Linked DNA regions of Muntiacus reevesi: region 2 is linked to region 1. A link is a contact called in public Hi-C data. All regions are on one chromosome and are shown on one strand. Each heading gives the region's core, a stretch centred on a gene start, on an enhancer-like site or on the middle of the called end of the contact. The rest is flanking DNA. Distances are from core to core; before and after follow the strand shown. Region 1 holds the start of MUL1 (mitochondrial E3 ubiquitin protein ligase 1). Region 2 holds the start of DDOST (dolichyl-diphosphooligosaccharide--protein glycosyltransferase non-catalytic subunit).

Evidence for each region. A called contact is a pair of places that touch in the nucleus more often than the background predicts.
Region 2: a Hi-C map of muscle shows a contact between it and region 1, with 5 times the contacts expected there. The contact joins the promoter of DDOST here to the promoter of MUL1 in region 1. A contact is called at or near these places in 2 of 3 Hi-C or Micro-C datasets (blood and muscle).

Annotation. Positions count from the first base shown.
Region 1 is chr3:105,881,258-105,887,535 of mMunRee1.1, reverse strand. It overlaps MUL1 (mitochondrial E3 ubiquitin protein ligase 1), which reads left to right and starts at 1,422. Exons shown (of 4, transcript XM_065929965.1): 1 at 1,422-1,667; 2 at 5,026-5,113; 3 at 5,750-5,870. The coding sequence starts at 1,548.
Region 2 is chr3:106,019,345-106,025,184 of mMunRee1.1, reverse strand. DDOST (dolichyl-diphosphooligosaccharide--protein glycosyltransferase non-catalytic subunit) reads left to right here and starts at 1,899. Exons shown (of 11, transcript XM_065929969.1): 1 at 1,899-2,088; 2 at 2,291-2,401. The coding sequence starts at 1,935.

The sequences.
Region 1 (6,278 bases), core at 173-2,672:
ATTATCTTGTAATAACGTATGTGGAGTATAATCTGCAAACATATTGAATTGCTGCTGTACAGATCAGAAAACATTTTGAAATCTGCTCTATAACTGCAGTGAGAATTAAGTGGTTTGATATTGGTAAAACTTTTTGTCACCGTTCAGTTCAGTTCAGTTGCTCAGTCGTGTCCAACTGTTTGCGATACGATGGACTGCAGCATGCCAGGCCTCCCTGTCCATCACCAACTCCTGGAGTTTACTCAAACTCAGGTCCATTGAGTCAGTGGTGCCATCCAACCATCTCATCCTCTGTCGTCCCCTTCTCCTCCCGCCTTCAATCTTCCCCAGCATCAGGGTCTTTTCAAATGAGTCAGTTCTTCGCATCAGGTGACCAAAGTATTGGAGTTCCAACTTCAGCACCAGCCCTTCCAATGAATATTCATGACTAATTTCCTTTAGGATGGACTGGTTGGATCTCCTTGCAGTCCAAGGGACTCTCAAGAGTCTTCTCCAGTACCACAGTTCAAAAGCATCAATTCTTCAGCGCTCAGCTTTCTTTATAGTCAAACTCTCACATCCATACATGACTACTGGAAAACAACAGTTGTAGATGTAATTATAAATTAGTAAAGTAAGTTGCTATGTGTGGTGATGGCGGATTAAGGAGTTCGTGATATAATCTGCCGTCTTGGAGGTAATAAGCTGTGCTGCTGCTGCTAAGTCGCTTCTCTCGTGTCCGACTCTGTGCGACCCCATAGACGGCAGCCCAGCAGGCTCCCCCGTCCCTGGGATTCTCCAGGCAAGAACACTGGAGTGGGTTGCCATTGCCTTCTCCAATGAATCAAAGTGAAAAGTTGAAGTCCCTCAGTCGTGTCCGACTCTTAGCGACCCCATGGACTGCAGCCCACCAGGCTCCTCTGTCCACGGGATTTTCCAGGCAAGAGTACTGGAGTGGGCTGCCATTGCCGTCTCCGAATAAGCTGTGCAGTCCGGTAAATTCCTCTCCAGTAGCAGTGTCACTTTGAGCACATCCCCTAACCTCTCTGGCCTGTCTTCTCACGTGTAAAACGGAAGAATAAAAGCCAAGACCCAAGGTTTGCCCTGAAGCTTAACTGTATACTCCCCCTAAGTGCTTACTAGACGTTCTTTCCTCCCAATCCAATGGCGGAGTCATCGAACAACGCCTGCAATAATAATAACCCCAGGAAAGCAGAAGGCCTGAAACCGTGGCACCGCAAGCGATACAACTACGGCCAGAGTCGAACGGGTCGCGGAGCGACGAGAGATCGCTCAAGTTCCGCAAACCATTCCGCACTCCTAGCTCCTGGAGACGCGACTCCAGCATAAGCAGCTGACGCTGGTGCATCACCCTGGCAACAGCACCTTCCGGTCTGTTGTGCCCGCCCTACCCCACTCCACTTCCGGTTCCGGGTCCTGTGCGCTCGGCGGGCGGCTGGCCGCGGGCTTCCGGGAGGAGCCGTCTCTGGGGGTGTGGTTCCGGGTGGCGAGGCTGAGGGGCGAGGGGTCGCTGGAGCGCGGCGGCCTCGCCGGGGCTCGGCACAGCCATGGAGAGCGGAGGGCGGCCCTCGCTGAGCCAGTTCATCCTCCTGGGCACCAGCTCCGTGGTCACCGCCTTCCTGTACTCCGTGTACCGGCAGAAGGCCCAGGTCGCCCAGGAGCTCAAGGTCAGTGCCCGAGCCCGCCCGGCCTCCGCCGGCCATGCCGCCCCCGGGGAACGGTGAGCCCCCCGACCCGCCGTGGGCCGGTCCACCCTCGGGGAAAGACCCCAGCGGGGAACCAGGCCCTGGGAGGGCGTCACCCGGCCCCCGGGAGCAGGATCAGAGTCGGGTCCCGTGATAACGGCTTCCCTTCCTCCTTCTCCCAAGTCCCTCTCGTTACTCAGAATAAACCTTGACTTCATCACTTTACTGACGAAAAAAATCTTTACTGAACACCTGTTATGCTCCAGGCGCCGAGCCTGGGTGAAACAGACAGAAATTCCTGTCCTCGTGGCGAGTGCGTTCTGGTTCAACCAGACAGACCGTAAATCAGTCAGTCAGGTGTTGTGAGACGTGAGGATAAAAACGTCAGCCTAGTGCAGGGAAGAGAGGAAATGGGAATGCTGGAGAAAGGGAGGTTTGCTCTTTTCAACAGGGTCCAGTTGAGCAGAGTCCAGGAGGATTTGAGGCGAGCGTGCAGGTGCCTGGGAGGGGAGAGCATATTTACCCTCTAGGTAACCACTCAACTCCTTGCTTCTGCATACTCTGCCTTTTTATTGTATGGCCACTTAAAAAATATTGCTCACTTTCCTAATGCAGCACCTGACGATTTACACAACATATTCCCATCTTGGTTTTAGTTCTGCTTCACAGTAATTTGAGGTAGATGAAATGATACCTCCAGACTGCCAATCAAGAAATCGAAACTTGGAGGAAAGGTCTGTACAGTGTCAGTTTGGAGCTTAAATTTAGGTCTTTTGATTCAGAGTGTAGAATTTTTTTTTTTTTTGTTGTTGTTGACCACATTTGCTCTGTTATGAATGTGTGAGTGCCTCATGACAGATGAACCTCATTAGGTCAGAAACGGGATCTTATCCTTCCTTCCTTCTAGATTCTAACTCAATGCTTAGCAGAGAGTAGACACTCAGTAAATATTTGTGGATTTGTTTTGGGTGAAATTTCTTTTTTAAGACAGATTAATTTCTTCAATGCCGTGCGAGGCTTTCTCTAGTTGTGGCGAGCAGGGGCTACCCTCTAGTTCCAGCGTGCAGGCTTGTCATTGCAGTGGCTTCTCTAGTTGCAGAGCACAGCTCTAGAGCACGTGGCTTAGTTGCCTTGAGGCACCTGGGAATCTTCACGGATAAGGGATCGAACTGTGTCCCCTGCATTGGCAAGTGGATTCTTAACCACTGGACCACCAGGGAAGTCCTGGCTGAAATTTCATAACACAGCAGGGCTTAATTTGACATTTATTTGGAAGACGGATGCCTCAACCTGACACGCTTCATTATCATCAGATAGTTTGTGTTGAGAGCTTAGAAACAAGTGTGTGAGTTTTGGAATGCACCTAGTTATCCGGGAGTTGAATTTGGGTTGTGAATCACAGCCAGGTGAGAGTCCAGCTGCCTTCTTGTCTGCTTAATTAAATGACTTCTGAAATGATTGGCTCTGGTTGTAATTGAAACTTCAGTTTCTGACTCTGAATCAGAAATCACACTGCCATCAAGTTGGCCAGAGATGGGATCCTTTGAAGCAGTGAGTGCTCCAGGATCCATCTTTGGGTGACTTTAAAAGCTTTGCCAATTAATTCCTCAATGAGGATGAAATAAGTAGTGCCTGCCTGGGAAAACAGTTGGAACTCCTAATATCTTACGCTCTGTTTTCTTGATCCGATTACAAAACTTCCAGAGTAGGGTTTGTGTCTTACCCTTTTGCATCTCTCATAGTGAGGGAAATGCGTATTTATTGCACACCTACTGTATGCCAGCCCCTTGTCTGTATTCTTTCACACCTTAAGTTTCATTTAATTCACATGAAAATCCTATGCGATTGTTTTCCCCAACTTTTGCATGTTTTGTAACTGAGACTCCAATAAATTAAGTTGCCCAAAGTCACAATAGATGCCTTGAAGCTTGATTGAGTCGCAGGCTTTCTGACTGAATTTCATCTCCTTTCCTTCTAAAAAATTTCTAGACTATCCTGTGGTGGATACTTGACTATTTACGTGACTTTGAGCAAATTACTTCACCTCTCTGAGCCTCAATTTCCTTATCTGTAATTGGGGATGATAATGTCTAACTGTAGAGGGATGGTATGAGCATTAAATGGTGTTATGCATTTAAAGTGCTTAGCAGAGTGCCTGGAATGTAGTATATCTAAGTGCTTATTTATTCACTAATTTCTTCCTCAAATATTTATTTGGTGCCTGCTGTGGGTCAGGCACTATCTGGGCACTAGGGGGACAGCAGTGAACAAGACCAACAGGGTGTCCTGTTGGTGGGGTGCAGGGTCCTAGCCCTCCTGCACTTACAGTCCAGTGGAGGGAGGGACAGATAATAAACGAGCAAATAAACTTGAGTGTGAGTTGTTGTTACTGCCCATTGTTTTTATTACCTTCGCAGTGTACGCGGGTAATAATTCTTATTGACCTTGCTCCTGTCGTTTACTGGGTAGCAATAGCTTAAACGCCAAGGGACCTTAATACGTATCCAGTACTACCCACCTCTTTTGAGGTTACTTGTCTGGTATCCTTAAGATGGTGTTGATGAAAATACCTGAAAGCAGGAACCGTTTCCTTCATTCATCCCTGACTCCCTGGCCCCCAGCACAGTGCCTGGTTCAGAAAATGTTCAGGGGTGTTACTAATTTTACCTTACTTTTGACACAGCAGTAACAGTCTTGATTGTTTCCCAAGCACAGCAGATTGCGGTCAGAATAGGAAGGAATGGAGAACTGGGGACTGGGAGGAAGGCAGCGGCAGAGGTGACTGTGCTCGCCTGTTTATGAGAGGGAAGGAGGCAGAAGTGGGGAAAGGAGGATAATGTTTAGCGGAGGTTCACAAGGCCGCGCCCTGTAGTGCAGAGGCCGTGCTTTATGATGTCTGATGCCGAGCATGAGCTGACAAGGGCCTGGCGATAATTATACCAGCCCCTGCCCAGGCCCCCACCACGCACTGGGCACTAGTTTACCTGCTTATAAACTCCTCGGATGCATGGTTCTGTGTTGTCAAGAAGAGATCAAATTACACTCAGTTTATGGTATGCCGATTGATTAGTGCCTTTAATGTTTTCATCTTAGTGAGAATGAAAAGGACTGTATGTTTGGTTCACTGCAGACAGAGTGTAAGTGGCAGCCCCACTTGAGGTGGCAGAAACAAGGCACCTGTTTTCTGGGACACAGCTTTGGAATCTGACTCTCCTTAGTCTCTTTCCTGCCTGGTTCCCTGATTCTCTCAATGGGAAAAAAAGAGTCTTTTTCTTTCTTCACTTGTTTGATTGAGCATGTCAGTATTCAACAGCCAGTCCAATCTGTTGTTTCCATTTAGGGAGCTAAAAGAATCCACTTGGGGGAAGACTTAAAGAGTATTCTTTCAGAAGCTCCAGGAAAGTGTGTGCCGTATGCTGTTATTGAAGGTATGTCTCTTTACTGGTAAAATGAAAAATAACTCAGGCTTGCAGAGTTTGGTAAAGATCTTCCTGGCTGACACTGACGTAAGCCTTTTGTAGCCTTGGGGTGGGGGTTCAGAACCTGGATTTTGGGGTTACTGCTGTTTGATTTTGAGGAAATTACACAAGCTCTCGCGCCCCCGCTGCCCCCTCTCTAAAATACACTGTGAAAGTGGCAGTTGATCTGAACGTGAAAGGTGCTCAGTTGTGTCCGACTCTGCAACCCCACTGACTGTAGCCTGCCAGGCTTCTCTGTCCATGGATTTCTCCAGGCAAGAATACTGGAGTGGGTAACAATTCCCTTCTCCAGGGGATCTTCCCAATCCAGGGATCAAAGTCTAGGTCTCCTGCATTGCAGGCAGATTCTTTATTGTCTGAGCTACCAGGGAAGCCCAAAATATACTTCACAGGGTGATTATAACACTAAAATGATGTGATACATGTAAACTGCTCAGCAGAGTGCCCACAAAGCATAACTACTGGTGATAACATTGTCATCACTTTGATTAATTAAACTAACTCAAACTAAAAACAAAATCTAAATAACATTAAAGGAAAGGACAGAATAGTTCGTCAGAAATAAAATAATTTGTTTCCATTTAGGAGCTGTTCGATCCGTTAAAGAAACGCTTAACAGCCAGTTTGTGGAAAATTGCAAGGGGGTGATTCAGCGGCTGACGCTTCAGGAGCACAAGATGGTGTGGAACCGCACAACCCACCTCTGGTGCGTATCCTTGCTCCCGGCGCCCACACCTCATAGGTGGCCAGCCGAAAAGCTGATGTCCTGGTCCTGTTTCCACGTCTGCAAGCTCTTCCTGAGACAGGGCGGAGAGCAGTGTCTCAGTGCCGCTGATACTCTTTTTGCCGGGTCCGAGGACCTCTGCCACTGCAGTCTCCTAGGCGTCTTGTCCAAATGCAGATTCCTGACCTCTGTTCCAGATCTGCCTAGATAGAATTTCCAGGATAGAGGACCTGGAGTCTGCAGATGTGCACACTAAGGGTTGAGAAGCCCTGATTGATGGCATGGATGGATGATTTTCAGCGCTCCACACTGTAACATGGAGCACCACTTTTCCAACTGATCCTCGGGGGGTTCTGTTTTGGAGTTTTATCTTAATTTTTATTGTAAAAA
Region 2 (5,840 bases), core at 650-3,149, 140 kb before region 1:
AGTCCCCCTGTCCTCCCCTTCCATATTTGTATTAACTACTGTGGTACCTGCCCCAAGCTACTTGCCTGGGCCAAGGAGCTCATGTTCTGGAGAAGCCAGGGCGGAAGATGCTTAGGAAACCCAGAGATTGGCCTATGGGGAGGCAGGCTGCAGTGCACACTTGGAACAAGAGGATGCAAAGTCAGATCCGTATGGGGAACAGAGTGCCCTTCTGAAGGGAGCAGCAGCGGGTGGGGCTGCCACGAAGGATGGAGACGACCCCTTAAGATGGGAATGTGGGGAGAGGGTTCCTGGTTAGGGGTCTGCGTGAAGGGCTCCTGGTAGAGGGGTCCTCATGAACAAAAGGTAGGAGGTGGCAAGGTCAGGGTATGTAAAAGGTGGGAGGAGACCTGTTCCATGGAAGGCCTGAGCAGGGACTGAGAGGAGATAGGCTGACAAGACGAGTTTAGGTGCAGACCCGCATGAAGAGCCTCTGGGTTCCGTGAGCTGTGGCCGACTGCTCAGTGACTCTGTCCACACCATCAGGTCTGAGTGAGAAGTGGGTTGATGTGGCATCATAGGCAGGAGGGCGGGCTGTGGGCAGAAGTTCAGGGTGCGGTAAGTGGGGATGGAGGGCAAGATTGGTTGAGGAGAAGCGCAGAGGGAGGTTTTGACTTTTGCCCCCACATTCTTGGCTTGGTGGACAAGGAGAATACATCAGAAAAGAATGGCTACCTTCTCTCTCCACAGTTACCTTCACCATTCACTCCAAGATTGAGGCTGAGCCCCAGAGAACAGTTAAGTCCTGGAGATGCCTGTGGTAGCTTTTACTTAGACCCACGGTGGTCTGAGGAGAGCTGGTTGCCCTGTTTGTCAGTTCAGAAGGGGTGTGGGGCCAGAACTGAGTGGAGGCTCAGCCTGGCTCTGCACGAAGCACTTTCGAAACCCGCGGTAGTCCTCCCAAGAGCCCAGGCGGTCCCAAAGGCACACACAGGTAAGTAGGGCCGGGCCTCATCGCTTCCAGTGCCAGCCTAGGACAGCGGCCTGGAAACAAGTGAAATCGGTCAGTCGTGTCCGACTCTTTGGGGACCCATGAACTGTAGCCCGACAGGCTCCTCTGCCCATGGGATTCTCCAGGCAAGAATACTGGAGTGGGTTGTCATTCCCTTCTCCAGGGGATCTTCCCAACCCAAGGATTGAACCCAGGTCTCCCACACTGCAGGCGGGCTCTTTACCCTCTGAGCCACCAGAAGCGGCCTGGAAACCAGAGAAGCGCCCGGGTTACAGGGCTGGTGCGAGCCTGGGCGCGGATATGCCCAGCTACAGGTTTTGACTCCTCACCCAGCCCACACTGCCTCCGGCCTGGGTCATCAGGCTGGGTGGGCCGGGCCCGCGCCAAGGCCCTGCGCCCGTGAGCAGCGGGAGAGATTCCGGCCTTCTTCCCCACGCCCGCGACCCGTCCCCGGCTTTTTTCCAACCACCTCCTCCCGCGAGACAGTGGAGGTGGGGCCTGGCTCCAGCCGAACCTGTCCCGGTCCAGGGACCCTCTGCCCGGGTCTCTGACCCGAGCGCCGCGGCCCAGACCCGGACCAATCGGATGAGGAGGCGGGAGCCCCAGGCTCGGGCGGGAGCCGGCAATGGGCGGAACCCAAGGGTTCTCGGCCCTACTGATTGGCCGCGGCCGCAGAGCTGTCTCTCTAGGATTGAGCCTTTTCCTCTCGGGGGGGCGGGACCGCGCGCCACTTTCACCAATAGTGTGCCGAGAATCCGCCTCCCACAGGAACATTTCCGGCCGTATTCCTCGAGCCTCGCCGTCCGAGCAGCGGCTCCGGACGCCCGGCCCTGGCTTTCTCGAATCACTTCCGGGTGATACTTCAAGACAACGAGCCGCGATTGGGCGACCGTGGAAGAGACACTTCCGGTGCCCAGGCCCTTGGGTTCTTTGGAGCAGTAAGATGGCGCCCCGCGCGGCCCGTGTGTGGTCCCGCTGGTGGCTGCTGTTGCTGCCCTTGCTTGGCCTGGCCGGCGCCAGCGGTCCTCGCACCTTGGTACTGCTGGACAACCTCAACCTCCGGGAGACCCATTCGCTTTTCTTCCGGAGCCTGAAGGGTGAGCCTGGGGCCCGAGGGGGTGGTAAGGTCCCTGAGCCCCGAGACGCCGACACCTCTCCCTCCCACCCGAGCTGGCCTTCCAGGTCCGACCTGCCGCCAGGGGGCTGGTTGGGGGACGGGGGCAGGACGGTCACGGTCTCTGCAGTGGTGGTTTCTCTTTGCCTCCTATCTGCCTCAGCTCCCTCGTTCTCTTTTTCCAGATCGTGGCTTTGTACTCACATTCAAGACCGCAGATGATCCCAGCCTGTCCCTCATTAAGTACGGGGAATTTCTCTATGACAATCTCATCATCTTCTCCCCTTCGGTAGAAGGTAAGAGCTGCCGGTCGCTCCCAGGACTCTGATTTATCAGCTTTCTTCAGGATCTTGGGCATGTCCTGGGATGGAGTGGGTCGCCAGCCCTCGGCGCTGCTGCTCCCAGAGAAGAGGAAAAGGCTAACGCTCAGTTGGTAAAGAATCTGCCTGCAATGCAGGAGACCCCGGTTCGGTTCCTCCGTTAGGAGGATATGCTGGAGAAGGGATAGGCTACCCGTTTCAGTATTCTTGGGCTTCACTTGTGGCTGAACTGGTAAAGAATCCACCTGCAATGCGGGAGACCTGCGTTGGGAAGATTCTCTGGAGAAGGGAAAGGCTACCCACTCCAGTATTCTGACCTGGAGAATTCCATGGACTCTGTAGTCCGTGGAGTCGCAAAGAGTCGGACACGATTGAGTGACTGTCAGTTCACCTCACTTCACTCTGGGCTTAGGAGAGAATATGTCCTTACCAGAAGACAGAGCTGAGGACTGTGGGATCAGGTGTTGTTGCAGACGTTAGAACTCCTGGCTCTGCTACTCTGAGAAGGGGTTTTCTCCGTTAAAGGGCCTGATAAGAAAGACAGACATTCCTTCACTCTCTGATTGGGTTTGCCTGTGTGGAACAAGAAAATGGCTGTGCTCTAAGCTTGATTTTCTGTAAAGGGGCATTGGTGGTAGTTGATCCTGAGAATTCAGATGGAGTCACAGTTAGACTGAAAAGACCCTTTAGTGATTACCTAGTCCAAACTATTTGAGGCTGGATGGATATGTCCAGGGCTTAGCAGAAGACTAGTTGTTGAGCCAAATGAACATCTTCACTAGATTTTCCAGTTGATGTTCCTGTGACAGCTTACTGTTTTAGGAGGCAACTCCTAAAATAGGCTGCCACTGTACAACTCTCTTAAGAAGATCATGTATTAAACTGAACTTGTCTTCCACTTCCTGCTTTGTTTATTTGGGGCAAGGAGGAAAAGGGTTTCTGATACTCCCCAGGGCCTAAGAGAATAGGTCTAATGCTTATTTTGCTTACAGGCGTAGCCTTCGCATAATCAGGTCCTGAATTATTCAGTTGTTTCTTCTCCAGACTAAATAACCCCAGTTCCTTTGGTTGTTTCCCTTTTTGTTGTGCTTTTTCGGTGAGCATCCTAGTCATTCTTTAGTGGCTTCAGTTTATCTTTTTCTCGGAGGACACAAGTTGTCCCTGTCCGGGGTGAGTCAGGACTGCCATCTCTCTGTTCAGCTTATGAAGCTTAGGAAGGCTGTCACTTCACTGGCATCGACTTTCTTCTCTGTGGTTCATGTGAGATTGGGATCTGCCAAGCCCCTGATGCATTTTCCCTAGGTTCGCAGTACTTGGTGAGGTGCTCCCAACTCTCCTGTAACATGTGCCTTTGGAATTAGCTTTTCAGAGGCAAGTTCAGTTGTGCATTAAAATCTTCAAGTTGGCTGGGCAGGCGAATGATGGCTGTCGCTGGTTAAATGGTGTTTGCTGGACTGCTGCTGTGTTGGAACTCTGAAAGCAGTACTGAATAGGGACAGGCTGCCCTTCAGGACTCTCTCAGCCTGTCTGTGAGGAAAGATAAACAAGGACTTGAGATGAGCTACCAGACCACATGTTGGAATGTCCCAGATGGAGGGGAGGGACTGTCTGAGTTGGGCTTTGAAGGGTCACTGAGAGGGAGGGAAGTGGTAGGTGGGCTGAGGAGGCTGAGGTAGGCTGCTGTCAGTGGGAGAAGGGGCAGAGCCCAAGATACTGCTTCAGAAATCGGATTCATTTCTGTCCCCACTTTGTGATCTTTACCACTTTCCATATTTGTGCCAGTAATGTTTTTCTTCAAATTGACCTGCTTAGAAAAAAAGAAAAAAACATAACCCAGTTTAAAAGAAAACTGGTAACGAACCTATTGTCACCACTGAAAATGGAAAGCCAGTACTGGACTATCATTTGCTTTCTGAAGAGGAAAATATAACAGTGAGCGCAGCGCTGTCAAGTTCTAGCTGATTCTTGAACTGCTGAAGGCTTTGGACCTGAGGCTTCCTCTGAAAAGGGGAGATGAGCTGGTTGAGAGAGGTGTTAAGGCCAGTGTTGAACTGTGCCCATTCTCTGATGGAGGAAGCAGGGAAACGAAATGGAATAGTGTCTCTGAGATTCGGTGTTATTTGAAGCCCTGCCTGGCATCTCTGTGGTGAACTTTCCTGCCTCTTGCAAGGTGGGGACCATTCTTGTAAGAAACCCTCTCAGACACCCCTAGGGAGAAGGCTAGCATGTTCTGGAGGTCAGGGGTGTTCAGGATAAGTGGTGGTCCCCAGTCTGAGGGCCCTTCTGCGGTACTGTGAGCACTAGGCCCTCTCAGGTGTGAGGACACGGGCCTGGCTTCCTCCTCCACGTATCGGCGGGTTCCTTGCTCTTCTGGGATCTGGAAGCTCTGAAGGCACATGCAGTAATGACTACACGAGAAGGATCCTTACCATGTCCTCTGTGCCCGGGAAACGCTGGGTCCTTGTTTTATAGATGGGGAAGTGGGCTCAGAAAGGTGAAGGGGTTGCCTGGATTTGTTGTTCTTCAGTCACTCAGGCGTGTCTGACTCTCTGTGACCCCATGGCCTGTAGCACACCAGGCTTCCCTGTCCATCGCCACCTCCTGGAGTTTACTCAAACTCATGTCCATCAAGTTGGTGATGGTAATGATGGCAGAGAAGTCATCCCCTTCTCCTCTGCCTTCACTCTTTCCCAGCATCAGGGCCTTTTCCAGTGAGTTGGCTTTTCACATCAGGTGACCAGAGTATTGGAGCTTCAGCTTCAGCATCAGTCCTTCTGATGAATATTCAGGATTGATTTAAGATCGACTGGTTTGATCTCCTTGCAGTCCAAGGGACTCTCAAGAGTTTTCTCCAACACCACAGTTCAAAAACATCAATTCTTTAGCGCCCAGCCGCCTTTATGGTCCAACTCTAAGATCTGTACATGACTAATGGAAAAAGCATAGTTTTGACTGAGCGGACCTTTGTTGACGAAGTGATGTCTCTGCTTTTTAACATGCTGTCTAGGTTTGTCATACCTTTTCTCCCAAGGAGAAAGTGTCTTTTAATTGCAGGGATGCAGTTACCATCTGCAGTGGTTTTGGAGCCCAAAAAAATAAAGTCTGTCACTGTTTCCATTGTTTCCCCATCTATCTGCCATGAAGTGACGGTACCAGATGCCACAATCAAGAGTTTTTTGAATGTTGAGTTTTAAGCCAACTTTTTCACTCTCCTCTTTCACTTTCATCAAGAGGCTCTTTAGTTCCTCTTCGCATTCTGCCATAACGGTGATGTCATCTGCATATCTGAGGTTATTGATATTGATACCACCTTGTGCTTCATCCAGCCTGACATTTCTCATGATATACTCTGCACAGAAGTTAAATAAGCAGGGTGACAGTACACAGCCTTGACGTAGTCCTCTCCTGATTTGGA